2 separate regions of the Sus scrofa genome follow, and region 2 is linked to region 1. Evidence: chromatin contacts called from public promoter capture Hi-C data. All regions are on one chromosome and are shown on one strand. The core of a region is the stretch at or near the end of the contact, and the rest is flanking DNA. Distances in the headings are between cores, read along the strand shown. Region 1 holds the start of LRP6 (low-density lipoprotein receptor-related protein 6). Region 2 overlaps LRP6 (low-density lipoprotein receptor-related protein 6).

Region 1 (5,515 bases), core at 720-3,219:
TTACATCAAATCCTTCTATTCCAAGAAATACAACTGAGCAACCAGAAGCATGCCAGGTAATGATTTTCAATTTCCCCAAGACTTTAACCCATCAGCTGATTCTATTTATTAACCTTTAAATATACACATATTCTTATGTCAAATATAATCCCCTTTCAACAAGGAGTAAACTGTAATAAACATATACTTATTAAACCTCTTAAGTACTTAAAACTGCATTAAATTCTCAGCCAAGAAAATGAAATAAGCACTATCTTTCTGGAGTTTAAACGTGGAAATAGTTTGGAATGTGCTTACAGTTGAGTCCCAATTATTAAGTATAAGTAGATACAACATGCAGACATTATAATCCTGAGACACGAATAAAGGAAAAAAATTTCTCCTCTCAAAATTGTCAATCACGCTTATCCAAAATAAATAAATATGCACACAAATAGCTTATCTGGCTCATTTATAGCACAACACGGTTAGTTACTATCGTGCTCTGGAAACTTCCGTTAAGTTTGAACACTTAACAAACGTTTAGCCTGTTAAATTAATAGCTAAAAATCTCCTTACACTCAAGAGGTCCCATATCTGAAAAGAACTGACAGTGAACACAAGCGAAAATCTTAACGAAACCAAAGCTACATACAAATCATTGCATCAATTGGCACTTAAATTGCTCGGCTGGTAAATGCCCCACAGCATCAGAGTCATCACTGCCTCAACACTGGCTAAGTTTGAGAATAGCTGCTGAAATCTTGCGGGCCAGTCAAAAACCTCAGCGAACTAAAATCACAAAATAAAAGTCACAGCCTATGTGACAGCTTTGCGGGCCAATTAAAAACAAACAAACAAGCCAAGGAACCACAGAATTTACTCGATTCTCGAGCAAATTCTCCCGGGGAGCGCAGCAGATGGTAGCTTAGGTCCCGGGACAGGCTCCTCTCCACCAAGGATGACTTTCCTGCTTGGTGCCAACTGTACACTTGCAAGCTCCGAAAATAGGGGCAAGTTCTGAATACCAGGGGTTACAAGGGCAACGTTTCTATTTTATCACGGGCTGAAGCCCAGACGACTCCCAAGGCTGAAACGCTCGACCTATAACCTCGGAGTCGCTTTCCAACTGTGCTCTCACCCACGATCATTATATCCCCAAAGGAAGCCAATTATTAGTTGTAACAAGGCCTGGAAAAATAGTAAGAGGGCTCTAAAAGTTCACAAGACAGACACGGAAAAGGTGGGGGCAGGAGAAGCCCGACGTTGAAGCATCTCAGGCTCAAACATTCCAAGGGCCAAAATCCATACAAAGCCCCTAGTCCCCAGTGACTCCACGCAGAAACAGACACACCGACCCTCAGTCGCACGGAAAGAATGGGGGGTCCAGGGGGTTACCCGCACAGGCTGCTAATGGTAAACTTAGAATCATCCGTTCCGACCAGGTCGGGCAGGCGAGGCGGGGGCTGCATCGTGGCCGGGCGGAGCGCGCAGCCCCTTCTCCCGGGCCCCTCTCTCCCTCCTTCCCCAAGACCAGGCCTCTCCCCGCTCCTCTTCCCCTTCTTCGCCTCCCTCCCTCCCCTCCCCCAGACACACAGAATGAGGCCCCCTCCCCCCAAAACCCCACCAACTTTCCCCGTCCCCGTGCTTCCCACCTCTCAGGAGCACGCAGAAACTGCAGGCCAGGAGGCTCCTCAGGACGGCCCCCATCTTCCCTTCTCGCATTCGCTTCTCTCACCGGCGAGGGGCGGCCCGAAGAGGGGGAGGCGAGGAGCCGGGGCGGCCGCGGCAGCGGCAGGTCTGCACGCTCATGCTTCCCAGCTTTCCGGAGAGAGAGAAGAAAGAAAGGGGCACGTCAAGGCTCCGCGCGCGCCGCCGCCGCCCTCTCTACCGCGCCGCTCCGCCCGGGGCTCGCGCGACGCCAGCGTCTGCTTCCATCCCGCCGCCTCCTCCCCCGGCGCCCCGCTTCCCCCGCGCAGTTCCTCATTCAGCCTCTTCCTCTCACGCCGCGGCGCAGGGATACCGGCTCCCGCCGCCGCCACGGGTCGCCGCCGAGGTCTCCCTGCGCGCGGGCGAGCCCCCTCCCTCGGCACCGCCTCCCGGGCGGTTTAGAAAAGGAGAGAGGGCCGCGCGCACGGCCTCGGCTGGCAGACCCCGGGAAATGCGAGGGGCGAGCAAAAGCGGGCAGGAGGGGAAAGGCCGCCCGGCGGCGCATTCCGATGGGATTCTTTCCCGGGCCGGCCCCTTCGGCCCTCCCCGCGGAGGGCGTGAAGCGACGTCGAACAACATCGGTGCCGGCGTGGTCGGGACTACTTTCTGCGGCTCGGCCGGGCCGCCGCCTGCTCTGCTCTTTGTGCGGCAGCCGCGGGCTGAGCCAGGTGGGGTTCTCGGGCCACGCCGGCCGCCACCTGGGCCAGGGCGGCGAGGGCGTTGAGGGCGGCGGGGGCAGATTGGCTGGAGCCGCGGAGCTGCAAGTCCACGCTCTGGGATATCGATACGGGGTGATGAGCTCAGTCTCCAGGATTGGGAATTGGTTTACGCATCTCTTTTTTTTTTAAGCATATCTCTTTTTAAAGAAAATAAAAACTAATGCTGTATCCACCAGCTTTCAACGTGGATATGGTGAAGGGTGCTCAAACGCCAACACAAAACGGAGATTTATTTTTTCCTCCTGGCTTCCCAGAACTGCAGACTGCCCCCACAATTAAGTCCGACAAGGACTAAAGATTTCTAAACTGGCAGATAAAATTCCAAGATACCTAAGAGAGAGTAAAGGGACAATGGGTCAGGACTGAATTCTGGATTTTACAAATTGCGTTTAATGATGGTTGTTTGGCATGTTTTGATGATCAGTTCTCAGCTGGAGAAGGAAAAGATTCCTCAGCATCTCAGAGTGATTTTGCTCAGCCTCTGCTGGCTGCTCTCCGGGCACTGGGCGTTCAGGGATAGGTGCTCAGACGTCCCTGGAGTCACGTGGCAGCTTCAGTCCAGGAGGGCACACCATCAGGAGTTAACCATAAAGGAACTATCAGGTGCATCCTGCCCAGCCGTCACACGCCCTCACCTGGGGGCAGATGGTGCAGAGGCGGGGATGCCCCTACGTTGGTACTAGCGTCTCAGTGACGCGGTTCACCAAGTGCTGCGCACACATGATTTGACACTCAACTACCCTGGGGTAAGGCAGGTTGTGTTACTTAGTATCCTTATTGCACAGAGGAGGAAAATGAGAATCTGAGGGGTTCAATGACTTTCCCAAGGCCAGTCAGGTGGCGACTAGCCCGTCCAAACCCAAGCCAGGTCTTCCGACTGCAGACCCTGCTCTGTCGGAGAAATGCGCACTGATCCAAAGCCAGGGGTGTCTGTGAGCAGATAGAAGGGCAAAAAAGAGCCAAATCATTTTCTCCTAAATTCACCTGAGAACGTCTAGCCGCCACTAATTTAAATTACCTTCCTCCAAGAACCATGTCAGGACTTGGCAAGTTTTGTATTCTGTCCTCCTCAAAACAGATAATCGAGAACCAGGTTTTCAGCAATTGCCTAGAGAATGTCACCTCGAAGCTATGAGTCTGTGGCGACACCATGATGTAGTTGGGAAGGCATGAGCTTTGGAAAGAGATGGTTAGGATTCAAATCCTACCAGTTACTAGATGTGTAACTTTGGGCATGAAATTTAGGTATACTGCACCTCGTTTTTCTCATTTGTAAAAATGGGAATAATACCTCGATCAGGCTTATAGTAGGAATTAAATTTTAAAGAATTTTAAAGAATTTTAAAGAAAAAATATTTCTCAGTATATAATAGGTGCTGAATAAATGATCATTTCCTTTCTCAACTCCTGCAAAGCGAATGGTATCATAGTAACTTGGAATCCTTCAGAAATTATGGAATACAAGGAGGAAAAGTACATATTCAAGATGTTTATTCCAGGATAATTTCTAAGTAGAAGTAGATAACTACAAAGCCAATGAAAATTAACCTGCAGGGAGTTCCATTGTGGTACAGCAGCTCAGGTCACTGCTGTGGGCACAGGTTGGATCTCTAGCCTGGGAGCTTCTGTATGCCACAGGCGTGGCCAGAAAGGAAAAATTAACCTCCAGAACACCTCATTTTCTTACTTTCTTTCTTACTTTCTTTTTGTTGTTTGTTTGGCCTCAACCATGGCTGTGGAAGCCCCGAGCCAGGGATCCAACCCATGCCACAGTAGTGACCTGAGCCATTGCAATGACAACACCAGATCCTTAACCCACGGAGCCACCAGGAAACTTCAGGACATCCCCACACTTTTTTTTTTTTTTTTTTTGGTCTTTTTAGGGCTGCTCCTGCGGCATACAGAAGTTCCCAGGTTAGGGGTCCAATCAGAGCCATAGCTACTGGCTTATACCGCAGCCACAGCAACATGGGATACGAGCCTTGTCTGTAACCTACACTGTAGCTCACAGCAACGCCAGATCCTTTAACCCACTGTGTGAGGCCAAAACGTAACCCACGTTCTCAGAGATACTAGCCTGGTTCCTTACGGCTGAGTCACAGCAGGAACTCCAGAACCCCTCCCCCCACTTTTAAAGGCCCTTTCCAAAGCCTGGAGAGGGACTCTAACAATGTGTTCATATGGTCCTATTTGCAAAAGTTAGACAATTTTGAATTATTTTTCTGAAAACATCACTCAAAATTGTATAAATTTCAAGTCCCTCAAAACCTGGATCTGTTACTATTTATAGCAGAAAGCTGGGTATAAGCTAAGGCTCTTTTAGGCTGTCAACCTAAGTAGGGAAATGAGATACAATGCAATGCTTGAAAATGATAATTTGGAGGACTATGCAAAAATGTTGGAAAATACCTGCAGTTTGTGAGCCTTAAAAACATATAAAAGTGCATGTACACTTTAATTACAGCCATATAAAATATAAATATATAGATATATATAAACATAAACATATAGTGTGTGTGTGTGTATTCGCATATTTGAGAAAAGACCAAAAGTAAATGCACTGAAATAGGTATTAGGCTGGTGAAATTATGTGAGAGTTGTTTCACTTTCCTGTTCTTAAATTTTCTTTAATGTATTTTTTTTTGAAATTTCTTTAAAGGTATTTAGGAGTTTGGGATTAACATATAAACATTACTAAAATAGTGGGACCTACTATACAGCACAGGGAACTATACACAGTATCTTGTAGTAACCTCTAACGGAAAAGAAGCTGAAAAAGAATATATGTGAGTGTTTGTGTGTGTGTGTGTGTGTGTGTGTGTGTGTGTGTGTGTGTGTGTAACTGAATCACTTTGCTGTGCACTTGAAACTAATACAACACTGACTATAAATTAGCAATTTTTAAAAAATGAAAAAAATAAAGGCACTTAAGTGAAAATCTATAGTTTAAGCTGAAGCTCAGCCAGGATGCTAGTCTTATTACTTAATAATTTGTATTCAATTGCCTATTAAAAACGTTCAGTTTATTAAGAAAGTAGGAGTTGCCATTGTGCCTCAGCAGTAACAAACCCGACTAATATCCATGAGGATGAGGGTTCAATCCCTGG
Region 2 (5,638 bases), core at 1,533-4,032, 83 kb before region 1:
ATCCACATCCTCATGGATACTAGTCCGGTTCGTTACCACTGAGCCACATTGGGAACTCCAAGGTTATCCTCCAACTTACTTGAATTTTTTTTAATCAGTCATCTGTCTGGCTGTCACTGCTTAAACTTTTTTGTATAATGATTTTTATTTTTTCCATCATAGCTGGTTTACAGTGTTCTGTCAATTTTCCACTGTACAACAAGGTGACCTCATCACTGCTTAAACTTGTAAATTTAACAAATCATGCTCTTCATTATCATTCAGTCTTTACCAGTTTTGAATGTATTCTTTCATACTACTACTCTTATTTTCATATTGTGTCTCCTTGAACTTTTTTTTTTTCCTTTTTTGGCTGCCCCATGGCATATGGGGTTCCCAGGCTGGATCAGCTCTGAGCCACTGCTGTTGCAACACTGGGTCCTCAACCCACTATGCCAGGCCAAGGATCAAACTTATGTTCCCAAGACACCGCCAACCCCGTTGAGCCACAGCAGAAACTCCTCCTTGAACTTTGATAATTTTTTTTCTCCTGCATTTTACAGGAAATTACAGCAAAATACCTATTCTGATTCTTTAATACAGATCATTCATGTGCACAGTAGTATCTTCTCACGTGCCTTGTTATTTTATTTTTTTCCTAATGGGGAGGGTTTTCAGAGGGAAGGCTGTATTTTATTGGAAGGTGAGATTAGTTCTGTTTAAGTCTGCAAATTTCTAGTCCAAGCTTTGAGATCAAAAAGGTAGAATGTGAATAAAATTTTGATTTACCACAGCTTCATTTTAATTTGGAAATCAAATCACACTAGAGGCAGGGAGAATTTGAAACCAGCAACAACAGCAGCATATTCCTGTTTCTTTTGCATGTTTCTGATAGCACCAAGAAGTCTGCTGATATTGCAACCCTGCTTATTCTCCGGCACCACTGTGCTCATTCAAGCCAGTTTTAATTACCTCTGATCTTTGCCTAACATGCTCAATCATGTCAAGTATGGTTGCCATAACATGTGCCTTCAGTGTCTGGTGTATTTCCCAGAGGTGCTAAGAGACTCCAGATGAGGCCTACTTTCCACCCTATCCCACCTCCCTCTCATTACCCTCACCTTCAGCCACCATCCCTAGAGTTGTAGTTACTATTGCTTATTTAGGTAAATGTCTTCAATTTGCTTCGTTAGGAAGCAGATCCTTCACAAGCTCAGTAGATGACCAGCCATGTTGATGTGCCTGCGTCTGAGCTGGTTTCCTAGAACTAGGAGAACAAGGATGGCTGATCAGGCAACAGCTCAGTCAGAATGGGACATCCTTCAATCCTGAACCCTGTGGAAATTCTTCAGATTTCTGGTATGTGGTTATCTTTGCCTAAGTCTCTAGGACTAATGTAAAATTCCTCTATGTTTATGGTCCATGGCTTTAATAACCATTAACTTGATAATGTCTATAAATCTGTATCTCCTTCTGAGACTGCTCTGTGGAGCTGCAGGTTCATATAACCAAAATTCCTCAGACTTTTTATCACCATAGTTTTCTGTAAGCAACACAAACATGTCCAAAGCTGAACTCAACCACATTCTCTTCCTACACAAAAGAAAGAAAGAAAGAAAGAAAGAAAGAAAGAAAGAAAGAAAGAAAGAAAGAAAGAAGAGAGTAAAGAAAGACAGAAAAGAGTAAAGAAAGAAAGAAAAGAGTAAAGAAAGGAAAAAGAATCTACCCTCCTTTCCTGAATCTTCTATCTCAATGAATGGCACTTCCATCAAACCAGTCATTCAAAGCAGAAATCTAAGAGCCATCACAGACACCATCAGGGAGCCACAAGTGGTATGTTAGCACTGGCACAGAGTACACAAGGAAGGAAGTGGTGAGAATATCTGTTTAAAACGAGGTAAAGGAATTAGATCATGTAAGTTACAGTGAAGGATTTATACTTTATCCGGAGAACAAGGATGATTACTTGGAAGATTTAAGAAAGTGAAATAATAATCTTCAAACCATTCTCTACACAACCACCAAAATAGTATTTCTAAAAAACAAATCCATCCATGTCAATTTGCTGCTTGAAAATCTCCAATGACTTAATACTTTCCAGTGTAAAATTCAAAAGCCTCATCTTAGAATTTTAGACCCTGTGTCATCTGGCTCCTCTCCAACTCTCTACACTTGCCTCCAACCACTCCTCACATTCCTGTTGCTGCTGAACAGGAACACTGACAAACCAAAGTATTCTTTAACAACTTTAATAACCTTAATGGGAAAACCTGACTTTGGTAATCAGGAACTACATGAAAGTCTTAAAAGTAATACCCTTTCTTCAAGGATAGTGTTGTTCAAGTTGGTAATCTTCTAGACTTAAAACAAAGATAGATCTAAGAGAAGCCAAGGAGGGGATAAATTCTATCTCTTTAAATTGTCATTAATAAATGCATGTTAGAAAATGCATGAAAGCTTTATCTACATACAAAACCAAACTGATATACTTAAAACCATCTTCCACATCTATGAAGACTCTTTGAAATGTACTATAAATTCCTATTGTCTCTTTTCTGTTAAGGAAGAGGGGCAGCCATGAGCTTCTGAAGCTCATCATGGCAATTACTGTACAGCTTGTGTGGGTTTTTCAGATAAGAAGGGGAAAAAAAAATAACAACTAAATAGCCTTTTCCAGAGCTGAAATGCTAAGACTCTTTCACTTTGTGTGAGTTTTCTTTGGAAAATTTAACAGACCTAAGATTGTGGACAGTGTTCCCAAGGGCTAAGTGGTGATCTATCGGCTATCTCCTTCCAAGATCAGACTGCACCCGTAAATAGTTTGGATGGCTTTTTGGCAAATGCATCGGCGTTCACTCAAAAGGAATTCAAAAGTCCTTCAGAAGTTTAAGGACAAATCCATTATCACTGGAAGACCAGCTAAAAGCTCATACTTTCGTTTTTGCATCGTCAAAAGGACCAATTTCATAAAGAATGGTGTACAATTATTATCCTATAATAAATAATACCATCTAAGAGATTTTAGGTACTGTAAACAAGAAGTGCTAGGTACTGTAACTCTGCTATATGTTCTTATTAAAAGAAAAAATTAGAATGGCAAATTTTTTTTTTTTGTCTTTTTGCCTTTTCTTGGGCCACTCCTGCAGCATATTGAGGTTCCCAGGCTAGGGGTCTTATCAGAGCTGTTGCCGCCAGCCTACACCAAAGCCATCCAGGATCCGAGCCACATCTGTGACCTACATCACACCTCATGGCAACGCCAGATCCTTAACCCACTGAGCAAGGCCAGGGATCGAACCCACAACCTCATGGTTCCTAGTCGGATTCATTAACCACTGTGCCATGACGGGAACTCCCAGAATAGCAATCTTTAAAAGAAGACAGTTTAAGAGATACAGAGTTTATCCTCTCTCCTTGGCTTCTCTTAAATCTATCCTCATTTTAAGACTAGAAGATTACCATCTTGAACATTAGCTTAATCATTTGAGAACTACCTTTACTGAATTATGTCCCCAATTTTAAACAAAGACCACCATGGGCAAGTAATATGAAATCAACGTGCACAGAAAAATGTAAACACTATTCATTACATCCCTACTGACTCCATGTGAAAAAATTCTCCAACTTAATATGATGAAAATCTTCCCTTAGAAAGAACTCATAAGTTTCCACCTTTCCAATGATGTGTGCTGAGAACTCATTTTAATCTAGCTGCTGAGAAGCTTAAAGATAACTTTAAAAAAAATTTTGTGGGATGGAAATCCTATAAAATTAGATTGTGATGATCACTGTACAACTATAAATGTAATAAATTCATTGAGAAAAAAATAAAAAATTATATGAAATAGCAGATACACAGACAACTATTCAAGACAAATAATAATTTCATGAGTTAGTATCTGGTAAACACCCTATAATTTTCATCCAGAAAAAGAAAGAACTTTGCCAACCACCTCAGAAGACACCTCACAGATCTTGTCCCATTCCTTCCCTCTCTGCAAAAGTAACTGTAATCCTGACTTTGTAGCAGTCACTTCCTTACCTTCCTTTATAGTTTTATTACCCTAGTGTGTATCCACAGAAAAACAGTTTGGGTTTGACTACCTATTTTTTTCATTTGCTATGTCTTTTAAGTCTCTCTCTTTTATAATTCTTTATTTTTTAGAGCAGTATTAGGTTCACAGCCAAACTAAAAGGAAGGTAAGAAATTTCCCATAGATGCCTGGCCCCCACACATGCACAGCTTTCCCCCATTATCAACATCTCCACCAGAGTGGTACTTCTGTTACAAATACTAAGCCTACACTGACCCATCATAATCACCCAAAGTCTACAGTTTCCCTTAAGGATCATTCTTGGTGGTACATGTTCTATGGATTTGGTCTGATGGACTATGACATGTACCTATCATTATCGTATTTTCACTACCCTAAATTTAAATGCTCTGTGCTCAGCCTATTCATCCCCTTTACAGACTCTTTTAAACTCAGGTTCCTTTATGATTCTTTACAGTTTATCTGCTGGAGGACCTGGGATATTTGATCTGTATGTCCAGATCTGCTGATGCACACTCACGGTGCAGTTCAGTATGTCTCTATCCTCTATTTCTCCTGCAAATTGCAAGTTTGATCAGCCTCAAGGTGAAGTGATCCTTCGGCAAAATAAAAGGGATGCTCTTTTCTTCCATCAGGTGGCAAAAAAAAGCGTCTATTCATTCTTTTCCTTGTTGTGATATTAGCAGCTATTGAAGTTCAATGCCTAGATCCAGTGGTTCAATGGAAGTTATAAAATGCTGATATTCTAATTATTCCTTTTATATCATTTTTAAAATTAGCTGGAATAGCTTTCTTTAACCTACTACTTGGTTAGCTACTGGTAGATTCATACAGGAAAGGGAGCACAAACTGCTTGACTCTTCCTCTTCATTAGCAACATTCAGGGTAATGAACTGGTTCTCCATTCATAATCTAAGCTGCTTACTTCTTTTAAAAATATATCACAGAGTTCCTGTCGTGGCTCAGTGGTTAACGAATCCGACTAGGAACCATGAGGTTGCGGGTTCAATCCCTGCAGCCTCGCTCAGTGGGTTAAGGATCTGGTGTTGCTGTGGCTCTGGTGTAGGACGGCGGCTGCAGCTTCAGTTAAACCCCTAGCCTAGGAACCTCCATATGCCATGGGTGCGGCCCTAGAAAAGACAAAAACAAACAAATAATCATTATGAACACAAGGATTTAAACACACTTGATGGGTTTCTATCAATCTTTGACCAGTGAGAGGCTTCTCAAGTTATTTCTCCAGGCTTTCTGAAATGACCCTGGTAGCCTGTAATAGCTTCCTTGCTGTCCAATATGACATAATATTCTAGCTCATCTTGGACACTTCTTGCAGGAGACATACAATCAACCATTTCGCCTGAATGGTATGATTTTTACCCCTAGTCTTCAGCAGTGGTCATAGTAAAGAAACATATGTATTTATGTGTAGGTATTTTTTCAACACAAAGTACTGATATGAGCTTTCAATTAACTGTCTGGTAACCATTTTTCCTGTGTTTCTATGAATTTGACTTTTTTTTTTTTTTTTTTTTTTAAGATTCCACATATAATGACACCATGCAATATTTGTCTTTATCTGGCTCATTTCGCTAAGCATTATGGCC

Evidence for each region. Promoter capture Hi-C pulls out the DNA fragments that hold promoters and counts their contacts.
Region 2: a promoter capture Hi-C map of fetal skeletal muscle shows a contact between it and region 1, with 4 times the contacts expected there. The contact joins the enhancer-like site here to the promoter of LRP6 in region 1. A contact is called at or near these places in 1 of 5 promoter capture datasets (fetal skeletal muscle), 2 of 47 Hi-C or Micro-C datasets (embryonic fibroblasts and mesenteric adipose tissue) and 2 of 2 datasets of contacts at active chromatin or transcription factors (alveolar macrophages and skeletal muscle).

What each region holds. Positions count from the first base shown.
Region 1 is chr5:60,145,495-60,151,009 of Sscrofa11.1, reverse strand. LRP6 (low-density lipoprotein receptor-related protein 6) reads right to left here and starts at 1,969. Exons shown (of 24, transcript XM_021092344.1): 1 at 1,635-1,969. The coding sequence starts at 1,704.
Region 2 is chr5:60,228,950-60,234,587 of Sscrofa11.1, reverse strand. The region is part of intron 4 of LRP6 (low-density lipoprotein receptor-related protein 6); the gene reads right to left. Among named protein-coding and RNA genes, the nearest start is that of LRP6, 83 kb to the right of the region's middle. Within about 2 kb of position 2,782, at least 11 of the 83 cell types and tissues checked have an H3K27ac peak or open chromatin away from gene starts, as enhancers often do. A contact at or near this core is called in embryonic fibroblasts, fetal skeletal muscle and skeletal muscle, where this site is marked.